Linked DNA regions of Mus musculus: regions 1 and 3 are each linked to region 2. The links are chromatin contacts, called in public HiChIP or PLAC-seq and promoter capture Hi-C maps. All regions are on one chromosome and are shown on one strand. The core of a region is the stretch at or near the end of the contact, and the rest is flanking DNA. Distances in the headings are between cores, read along the strand shown. Region 1 overlaps Gm6410 (a long non-coding RNA gene). Region 2 holds the start of Prr36 (proline rich 36). Region 3 overlaps Cers4 (ceramide synthase 4).

What was found. Promoter capture Hi-C pulls out the DNA fragments that hold promoters and counts their contacts. HiChIP or PLAC-seq counts read pairs in DNA pulled down with a chosen protein or histone mark.
Region 1: a contact with region 2 is called in an H3K27ac HiChIP or PLAC-seq map of double positive thymocytes, with 3 times the contacts expected there. The contact joins the enhancer-like site here to the promoter of Prr36 in region 2. A contact is called at or near these places in 1 of 39 promoter capture datasets (cranial neural crest), 1 of 484 Hi-C or Micro-C datasets (LSK cells), 5 of 115 datasets of contacts at active chromatin or transcription factors (astrocytes, double positive thymocytes, memory CD8 T cells and 2 more) and 1 of 9 other capture datasets (liver).
Region 3: a contact with region 2 is called in a promoter capture Hi-C map of embryonic stem cells, with 8 read pairs. The contact joins the enhancer-like site here to the promoter of Prr36 in region 2. A contact is called at or near these places in 3 of 39 promoter capture datasets (the C10 cell line, cranial neural crest and embryonic stem cells), 1 of 484 Hi-C or Micro-C datasets (mammary gland), 1 of 115 datasets of contacts at active chromatin or transcription factors (embryonic stem cells) and 4 of 9 other capture datasets (adipose tissue, embryonic stem cells, liver and 1 more).

What each region holds. Positions count from the first base shown.
Region 1 is chr8:4,677,147-4,680,296 of GRCm38.p6, forward strand. It overlaps Gm6410 (a long non-coding RNA gene), which reads left to right. Exons shown (of 2, transcript XR_378684.4): 1 at 1-1,420. Among named protein-coding and RNA genes, the nearest start is that of Gm6410, 3.9 kb to the left of the region's middle. Within about 2 kb of position 1,520, at least 411 of the 459 cell types and tissues checked have an H3K27ac peak or open chromatin away from gene starts, as enhancers often do. A contact at or near this core is called in LSK cells, astrocytes, double positive thymocytes and 4 more, where this site is marked.
Region 2 is chr8:4,215,759-4,218,632 of GRCm38.p6, forward strand. Prr36 (proline rich 36) reads right to left here and starts at 1,554. Exons shown (of 7, transcript NM_207203.2): 1 at 1,331-1,554; 2 at 1,110-1,221; 3 at 424-797; 4 at 211-313. The coding sequence starts at 790.
Region 3 is chr8:4,510,456-4,513,723 of GRCm38.p6, forward strand. The region is part of intron 1 of Cers4 (ceramide synthase 4); the gene reads left to right. Among named protein-coding and RNA genes, the nearest start is that of Cers4, 19 kb to the left of the region's middle. Within about 2 kb of position 1,971, at least 83 of the 459 cell types and tissues checked have an H3K27ac peak or open chromatin away from gene starts, as enhancers often do. A contact at or near this core is called in embryonic stem cells, where this site is marked.

The DNA.
Region 1 (3,150 bases), core at 270-2,769, 460 kb after region 2:
TTCACAGAGAAATTTTTATCTCGAACAACAAAATCCAAAATAATAAAATTAAAAATATAAACCCACCATGCTTGCAAAGTAGCTTAACATTGAACAGCAGATGTGTCTGCTGTATGTTATGTGATTTAGGGACAGAGACCAAATGTTGAATGTATGGGTGGCATGAGAATTCGCGTGGTAGCGGAACCGCAGCCTGGACTTCCGGTCCTCTAGCCCGCCGGCGCAGCAGTGCATGCGCAGATTCCCCGTCCTCGAATATTCCTCCGTTCCGCGGTTTCTCCGCCTCGACACGCCCCCCCTGCCGTTCAATGACCGGGGATTGGAAACCCGTGCCGTCAGTCACTGGCCAGCGGGCGGGGCTTCCTACCATCTCATGTCAGTGCAGTTGCTGTCATGGCCTTGCCTCAGCTCCTTTATTCACGGGAATCCCCCTGCCTCACTCTCACACCCGCTGTCATCCCCCGCCCCGTGCCTCAGCTGCAGACAGTGATTCCGTTTCCCGCTCCCGCTTCGCTCCTCAGCCGCCGCCGCAGAGGGGCTCCCGCCGCCCACTGGAAGCCTCTCCGTGCCGTCAGTCACGGTGCCATTCGGTACGACCGGAAACAGCGAGCAGGACGGGGCACGCATGAGGCGAAGCTTCCTGACTGGACTGCATCTCCCATCAACCCCTGCGGCCGCAGCAGACCGATCGGACTTCCTGTCCGGGCCGGAGGCACATCCTGTCTGGCGCAGAAAGTTATGGTTCAATAATTCTAGTGCATGCTGGGAGTTGTAGTTACTTCCCTCCTCGCGCGGGATCTCCTGTTTGCCACAGGAAGTGAGGTGGCGGTAGCCCCTAGGCATGCTAGGAGTCGTAATTCTGTCCCAGTCCCGGGTTTGGGTCCTCTGAGCCCCGCGAGGTTTTTCTCTGATTGGCGAGCACAGCTCAGTGGGCGGAGACGGTGATTGACAGGCGGAGGGGGCGGCTACATCACTGCGTTTGTTTATATATTGAGAAAAGAAAAATAAAGCGCAAGCCCCTGCCTCAGTCAAGGCCAAGCGGGCGGGGCTTCCTGCTGCGTACCGGAAGTCTCTCTCCTGTTGTCTCAGGTCCGTGCAGTCACGGTCATCCCCCTGCCTCAGTTCCTTCCTTACTCACAGGAATCCCCCTGCCTCACTCTTACACCTGCTGTAAATTCCGCCTCAGCTGAAGACAGACAGTGAATTCGGTTCCTGAGCCCGCTTCCGCGTTCTGACTCCTGTGACGTCAGAGCCGGCATCATCGAGGTGTGCGCGCACTGCCACGCCCACTGACGTAGACTTTGACGCCGAGGCCGGGGTTTCCCCGTCCCAACGGTAACTGCCGCGACCCATGCGCCCCGGTCGCTCGGTGACCCCAATGTCAGTCAGACGCCTCCGTTCCCACAGCCGCCGTGACGTGGTAGGTCACAGCCGCTGCCGACACGTCTTTATGTCACACCCACTACACCTAGATCACGCCCACACGGCTTTAATGCTGTTCCCACTACACTCAAGCCACACCCATTACACTCAGGCCAAGCCTACACAGCTTCATGCCCTGCCCAATACTCTCAGGCCACTACTACAGGACTTTAGGCCCCGCCCACAACACTCAGGCTATGCCCACAGGGCTTTATGCCTCTTCCACACATCCTTAGGCAACTCACACACATCTTTAGGACACTCACATCTTTTGGACACTTCCACTATACTCAGGCCCCTCCCACACAACGTTAGGCCCTCCCAGTACACTCAGCCCCCTCCCACACATCTTTAGGCCCTCCCACTACACTCAGGCCCCTACCACACTTTTTTAGGCCACTCCTACACATCTTTAGGACCCTCTCACTACACTCAGGCCCCTCCCACACGTCTTTATGACACTCCCACACATCTTTAGGACCCGCCCACTATACTCAGGCCCCTCCCACACATTTTAGGACACTCCCACACATCTTTAGGACCTTCCCACTACATTCAGGCCCCTCCCACACATCCTTAGGATCCTCCCACTACACTCAGGCTCCTCTCACACATCTTTAGGACACTTACATAGTCAGAACACGCCCCCAAATTTACATATACATTTACATAGACAGTTAGAACACGCCCCCAAATTTACAGAGACAGAACACACCTCAAATTAGGCCCGCCCAGACACTTTTAGGCCACTCCATAACATCTTTGGGCCCGCCCAGACATCTTTAGGCCACTCCCACACATCTTTAGGCCTGCCCACACATTGGTAGGCCCGCCCACATAGACATTTACATAGACACTGAGAACATGCCCACAAATTTACAGAGATATTTATGTAGACATTTACATAGTTACTCAGAACACAACCACAAATACACATAGACATTTACATAGACAGCGAGGACACATCCACAAATTTACATAGACATTTACATAGTCACTGAGAAGGACTGGCTGACTTCTGAATCTTTTTTTTGTTTCTTCATGTTAGGTTTGAGGAGGACACCCTACCCACGTGGCTATCCTCAGTTGCGAGTCACTGTGGGAATTATCCCAGTTGTCTTTTGGTCTTTTCATATATGTAAATGTATTTATAAATGCACATACAAATGATATGTAATTGTATATGCAATGTGCACGCAAGTGTACATGTAAATGCATATGTGAATAAGCAAATATGCAAATGATATTCATGCCCATGCTTTCAAATGCCACGCCCACCCTCATTTAGGCCATGCCCATGCAGCTTCAGAACATGCCCACCCTCCTTTAGGCCAAGCACACTACTCTGAGACCACGCCCATCCTCCTTCAGGGCACACCCACTACTCTCAGACCATGCCCATACTCCTTTAGGACACTTCCACTACAGAAAACACCCACAGATCTTCAGTCTACTCCCACTATTCAACAACAATGCCCTCAATTGGTCAGGACACACCCATACTTCCTAATGCCACACCAATCCTATCCAGACCACGCCCACCCATAATTCTTTAGGCCAGTTTCACCACACTCAGGCCACACCCTCTGCACCCAGCCATGCCCATTCCTTCTAATGCCATGCCCACCAGAATTAGGCACCGCCCACACATCTAAATCTCATTTGAATATTTGCAAATTTATTCATATGTGCATTTACATACACATATCAGTTGCATATACAATTACA
Region 2 (2,874 bases), core at 304-2,803:
TCTTCCCACCCAGAGCTGAGGTTACAGTGATACATCAAGATCAGCTTTTACATAGGTGCTGAAGTTTCAAACTCAGGACCTCATATTTGTGCAGCAAGCACTTTAGCACACCAAGCTACCTTTCCAGCCCATTCATGTCTAAGATCAAAAGGTTCCAAATTGCTAACCCTTGCTTGGGGAATTAGGGAGTTGGGGGAATTAACTTATTACCTGGCAATCCCACTGCTGGCACGCCCGGGGCTAGAAATAGAGCCCTGGCCAGGGGTCTTCATAGGGGCCCTCTCTCCTTTCCCAGAAGCTGGGGGCCTGTTGGCTTCAGGGAGAAGACAAAAATCAGTGGTACTTCTGAAAAAGAGGAGTATCTAAGAAGGAAGAGAGAAGGTAAGCAGAGTGCAGATGGAGGTCACAAATAAAGCTGAGTACCTGGGCTACGAGGACCTGCCCCAGCACTGCGCGCTGGTGCCCCGTGAATAGTGGTCTGTGGAAGAGCTGCTTTGCTGGTCTGTGGAAGAGCTGCTTTGCTGGTCTGTGGAAGAGCGGCTTTGCTGGTCTGTGGAAGAGCGGCTTTGCTGGTCTGTGGAAGAGCGGCTTTGCAGACGCCTGGGGCTCGCTCCACCAGGGACCTTCGCCCCATAGCTCCGTTTGCTTCCAAGACTCGAAGGGCAGCAGTGGTCACAGGGGGAGGAGGTCGAGCGGACCCAGAAGGAGGCCTAGGGGTCAGAAGGCCAGGGGGTCGTGAAGACGGCATTCGCGGGGCAGTTCCTGATTTGACGCTATCCCTCTTGTCCATACCGCACCTAATGAGGAAGACAGGAGGCTTGGTATCCCAGGTCCTGAACCAATCACTACAAACCATCCTGAAGCCTCCCTGTGCTTCCTTCTAGCATCGCCACCCATGGGTGCCTAAACCTCAGCCTAAAGAGCCTCGATTTGTTTTTCTTCTAAGCACCCACACCCGCTCACCAACCTGGCCGCTTTCAAGTCCTACGGCTACCTCCATCCCCAAGGCTAAGACGCCCTGTTCAGTCCCCACCCTCCGACCCCCGACCCCGCCTCTGCCCTATTACAAGAACAACATCCACTCCCCTACCCCCTCGCCTCTTGAAAACCTAAATGACCAATCCGGCAAACAGGGAAATGCCTCCGGCTTCCAGATTCAGGGGCCTCAGTGTGCACGCCGATGGGGCTTCGCCAGCGTCCTTCCTCAGGTTCCACAGGCACCTGCACAGAGAAAAAGAGTGGCCTTGTTGCCCGCGAACGGGCTCTGGGAGACAAAGAGCTGACCCCTCCCCCAGTCTGGTCCCCTATGCCAACGATCCGCCCGATCCACCTGCTCACAGCACGCGTTCACCTCCGCCTCTGGGCACCAGCCGCTCCACACAGGGTCGCTTGGGGTGGGGCTGGGCCGGAGAGCAGTAGCGGGGAGCAGCGAAAAGGCAAGGGGAGGGGGCTTCAAGCGACAGAGCCTAGGGAGCTTGGCCACGGCCCCGCCCCCCAGCTTCGGGTGGGGAGAGTAGAGGATGCGCGCACTCGCTCTCGGTCCAGAGCCGAGAGCGTGCCGAGAGGGCTAAGAAAAGAGGCGCGCCTCCGAGGGAGGTGCGGGTGCTGCCTCCCTGTAATACCCCAGAAGAGGCCGATTTCAATGGTCGTGTCTAGCAACCACAGAACTCGAGAGGCTCAGTGGGGGAATCCTTGAAGACCCTCACAGTCCTCTACTCAAGCTCTTGCACCTGCTCCGACACCCCCCTTCTCTAGCACTTGGAGACAGACACTCTCCTAGACAAGGGATAGGCTGGGCCTTGGCAACCAGTAGGGCGGGATCATTGTGCCTCTGGCCCACCAACCAATCCAGCCATTTTGTGTGCCCTGGTCCTCTTTTCCTGCACTTGATGACTATGGAGGCTAGATAGTCCTGCGACACCTGTGCCAGGTCACCTATTTTGTAACTTTGACTTTTCTCACAGCCCTTACCTGATACGGTTGGTGGGAGAATGAGAACCCTGGGAGTTACTTTGTATTACATTTTATTTGGTGTGTGTGTGTGTGTGTGTGTGTGTGTGTGTGTGTGTGTGTGTCCTTGTGCACATGTCACTGCATACTGGTAAAAGTCAAAGAACAACTTGTAGGGCTCAGTTCACTCCTACAACCAGTGGGTCCTGGAGATAGAATCCAGGTGATCAGACTTGGCCGTAAGTGTCTTTACCCACTGAGCTATCTCACCAGGCCCCAAACTCTTGGACTTAGAGGATGCACAGCAGATCCCAGAGTTGAGAGGAGAGAGGAAGAATAGCGGGATGAAAGAAAGGGAGAGAAATAGGAAACACGATGGTGGCTCTGCCTTCTGTGGGGCAGAGCATCTCAACTTTGCTGGCCCACAGGCAGTCAAGTCCTCAGAAACTTCCTGGCAGAGCTGAATTTGTGGAGTATCAAAAAACACGATTACAGAGGGAAAGAGAACTCTCTAAAATGTGTATGAAGAAACTGAGAGCACTCTGAGTATCTCAACCCAGTTGAACAACTAAAAGCTGTCACTTTAGTTTAGTTTGCCAGCTCATGGATCCAGTGGGGCAGGTGTGCCTTATAAGGCATCTTACCCATAGAGGATGTTAAACCAAGACCCTGGTCTGTAAGGGATCTCTGAAGTATATGGGCTCATTGAGTTGGCATTTTGGGCTGTACAGCCAATACTCTAGAGATACAGGCAGAAGGCTCCTGAGTTCCGGGTCCGCCTGGGCTACTTAAGGTTTATTGACTCATCACAGTGCTAACTAGATAAAAGAAATGAGTCCAGGAACATCTTCAAAAGTTTCAGAAGGAGGGCTAGCAAGCAGCTGGAATGAGGTCTGCTGGACCTAGAATTAAGAGCATTTTCAG
Region 3 (3,268 bases), core at 721-3,220, 300 kb after region 2:
TGTTATTTTGTGTGTACTTGTGTGTCTGTGTGGGTAAACATGTGTCACAGAGCACATGCTGAGGTCACAGTACAACTTGAGGGGGCTAGTGCTCCCTTTCCATCATGCGAGTCTCAGCAATTGCACTCAGGTCATCACATCTAGCAGCACACCCTTTACTTGTTGAGCCATCTTGCCCTTCTGTTTTAATTTTTGTTTTGAAGCAAAGTTTGATATAGCATGGACTGTCCTCAAACTCCAAACCAATGGTGCTCTTCAACTTCTGACCCATCTGCCTCCACCTCCCAAATGTAGGGATTGCAGTTATGCACTACAACTCCTATGAAGTGTTGGGTCTGGGAACCAGAGCCTCATGCATGCTGGGTAATCACTCTACCAATCGAGCCATAGCCTGGTCCTTTATAGGCCAAGCTGCTGACCTAGAACTTGCATTTTTCCTCCTATGCTTTCCAAGGGCTATGACTACAGATGTGTGCCACACCCAGCTCCTAGCATTGACACTTAAAACAATTTTTACAAGCGTATGTGTGCATGTGTACACACATGTGACACTGCAACTACAACTTGCAGTAAGTAGTTGGCTCTCTCCTCCACCTAGAGGAAGGTTGGGGACAAGCGCTCCCACTTACCGAGGTCCTGGGTAAAGTACTCAACAAGCTGCCTCATTGAGAATTGAATTGGGAGGGGGTGATCAGGGTTCAAGTGTGGAGGGCAGAAACATGGCAACCTCTGAGGGGGTGGGGCAAGGCAGAGTCTTAGACTTAGGGCCTTCCTTGAGATCTTTGTGAGATGTATTCTGGACCTTCAGTCTGTCTGGTCATCAGCACTTGCTGGTTGCCCTGGGGGGAGCCAGGGTCACTTGGAAAGGACAGCTAGGAGTCCAGTGCAGGACTGGCTTTAGCAATCTGAAAACACTCCCCTCATCTTGTAGAGCCCCTGATGTGTTTAGTTCTAGGCCTCTACCTGCAGGAATCAGGTGAGCCCAGGCAGGAATGGGCCTCCCCAGGAAATGTGTCAGGGAGGTCTTGATTGATTTACTTTCCCATAATCTTGTTTTCAGAAAGACAGAAAACAAAACAAAGCAGTTCCTGCTCCCTGCAAAGTTCTGGTGGTTGATGAGGGGTACTGGTGTGATAGGATTTGTGGTGACAGCCTGTGCTCCAACAAGCCAGAATTGGCAACTTATTCCCCATATGTCAATTAGAACAGCCAAATTAACAGTGAAAAGCAGATTTACTCAGTGTGGCTACATTGTGAAGTGGGACAAAGAAATTTAGAGACTCTCCCAAAACTGTGTTTGGGGTCCTAAAGGGAGGTGAAGAGTTAAGTAGAGGCCAGAATTATGGATGTCTAAGCCATCTCAGTCAAGGTGTGGTCCCGTCCAGTGCTGTCTGGGTTTCCTGTCTTCAGCGAGGTGGTCTGACAAGTTGTTGGCAAAGTGTAAACCTCATTCCTGGAGAAAGTTCTCCTCTGTTGGCCCAGGCTTTAGACTTTCTTCTCTCCCAGCTGGAGATTCCTGGGGGTTGGGGCTGGGGTTGAGGGTGGGGGGAAATTCCAGTTTCTTGGGGCTCATTGTTTCAATACTCTGATAGCCAAAGTGAGGGGCCCAAAGTGTTTGTTTAGAGTGAGTTTATCCCTGTTAGGCTGGTTACAACAGGACTTTCCGAACAGCTAGGATCAAACTTAAACACACAGCAGTCCCCAACCCCCACCGTAGGCAGGGCAGGGTAGGATATTTAGCTCTTTCTCCACTCCCCTCGCCTTTCTTTTCTCCCTTCCTCCCTGCCTCTCTCTTCCCTTCAGCTTAGCTGGTCCCTATGCTGGGCCCCTTAGCACAAAGCCCTGGTCTCTCTCCTCGAGGGATATTTTTAGTCAGTAAGAGGGATTATCAGCTGAGTTCCAGGTGGAGGGGCCTGGCTGGGAGAGGAGCCAGCCGGGCTTCAAAGAGCTGGCAAGCTGAGGGAGAAGGGAGAAACACAGGGGTAGGAGGGCCTTGAGGATAATAAAGGTCGAGACCGGACATGTTGGCGCAGCAACCTACACTGACTCTTTGCTTGACCTCGCTCACATTCATTGCCCTGTAGGCTGCTCTGGCCTAACCCAACTTGAGCACAAGGCATAGAATTTAAGGGAAGGACAATAGAGGTCAGGAGGGTTTCCAGGCTGAGAACTGCCTAGGAATCACCTAGAAAACTGGTGGTGATGCACATTTTCCATCCCAGAACTGGGGAGGCAGAGGCAGGAGGATTTTGAATGCCAGGATATTCTGGGAGACCCTGACTTTGAAAACCAGGTGCTGGGGGATGTGGTGGGGGTGGCTCACTGGTGAGTGCTTGGCTAGCATCTGACGGGCCATGGGACCTATCCCGGCACTGCAGACGCAATATATTTCTAGCATCTTCCAGTAAGGAGCTGGAATTGTATGGCGCATCCTTACCTAGAACCCACCAGGAGGGCTGGACCTCCCTAGGCTCCTCTTAATAAGAGGCTGGGAGGGGGGATGGTTCAGCAGTAGAGCACAGGCTTAGAATCTACCATTGTGGATCTGGGAGTGTGACTCAGTGGAAAAGACCCTTTCTAGAATCCCCCAGTGAGGGGCAAGGGTCATGTCTTCGTGGTAGAGTGCCATCATAGGACTGGGGTTGTGGCTCAAAAGTAGATTGTCTGTCTAGAATCTACCAGTGTGGGGCTGGGTGTATGTGTTATTGGAGAGCATTTGCCTAGCCTGGTTCTGGGTTCCACTCTCAGAACTGGGAGTGTGGGGACCTGAGGAGTGGAGCATGAAGAAGAAAAGCACCCACTGCCTCGTGGCACCTTTGCTCTGCAAGCAAGAAGACACTCACAGAAATGCTTCTGATTCCAGTGCTGGGGATTAGAGACAGGGGGATCCTGGGTACTCACTGGGCATTCCAGCCAGCTTGTAAACTATAGGTACAGTGAGAGAACCTGGCTCAAAAAAATAAAGTGGGAAACAATTTAGGAAGATACCTAGGGTCTACCTCTGGGCTCCACATGTACATGCAGAGCTCGTGGACTTGCCCATGTACGCATAAACCACTCACCACACAAAGCATCATCCAGAAGCTGCCACATACCAGTGACCCCTCAGTCTTTCTCGGACCACTTCCCTCCCCCAAATCATTACTGGCACTGTTCTCACACGGCTGTAGGCGTCATTTCCAGCCACTTATTAGGAATGAACTATTGTGGATCCCAGTTACAGATGGGAAAACTGAGTCACAGAGAGAGCAAGGCATCTGCTCCCAAG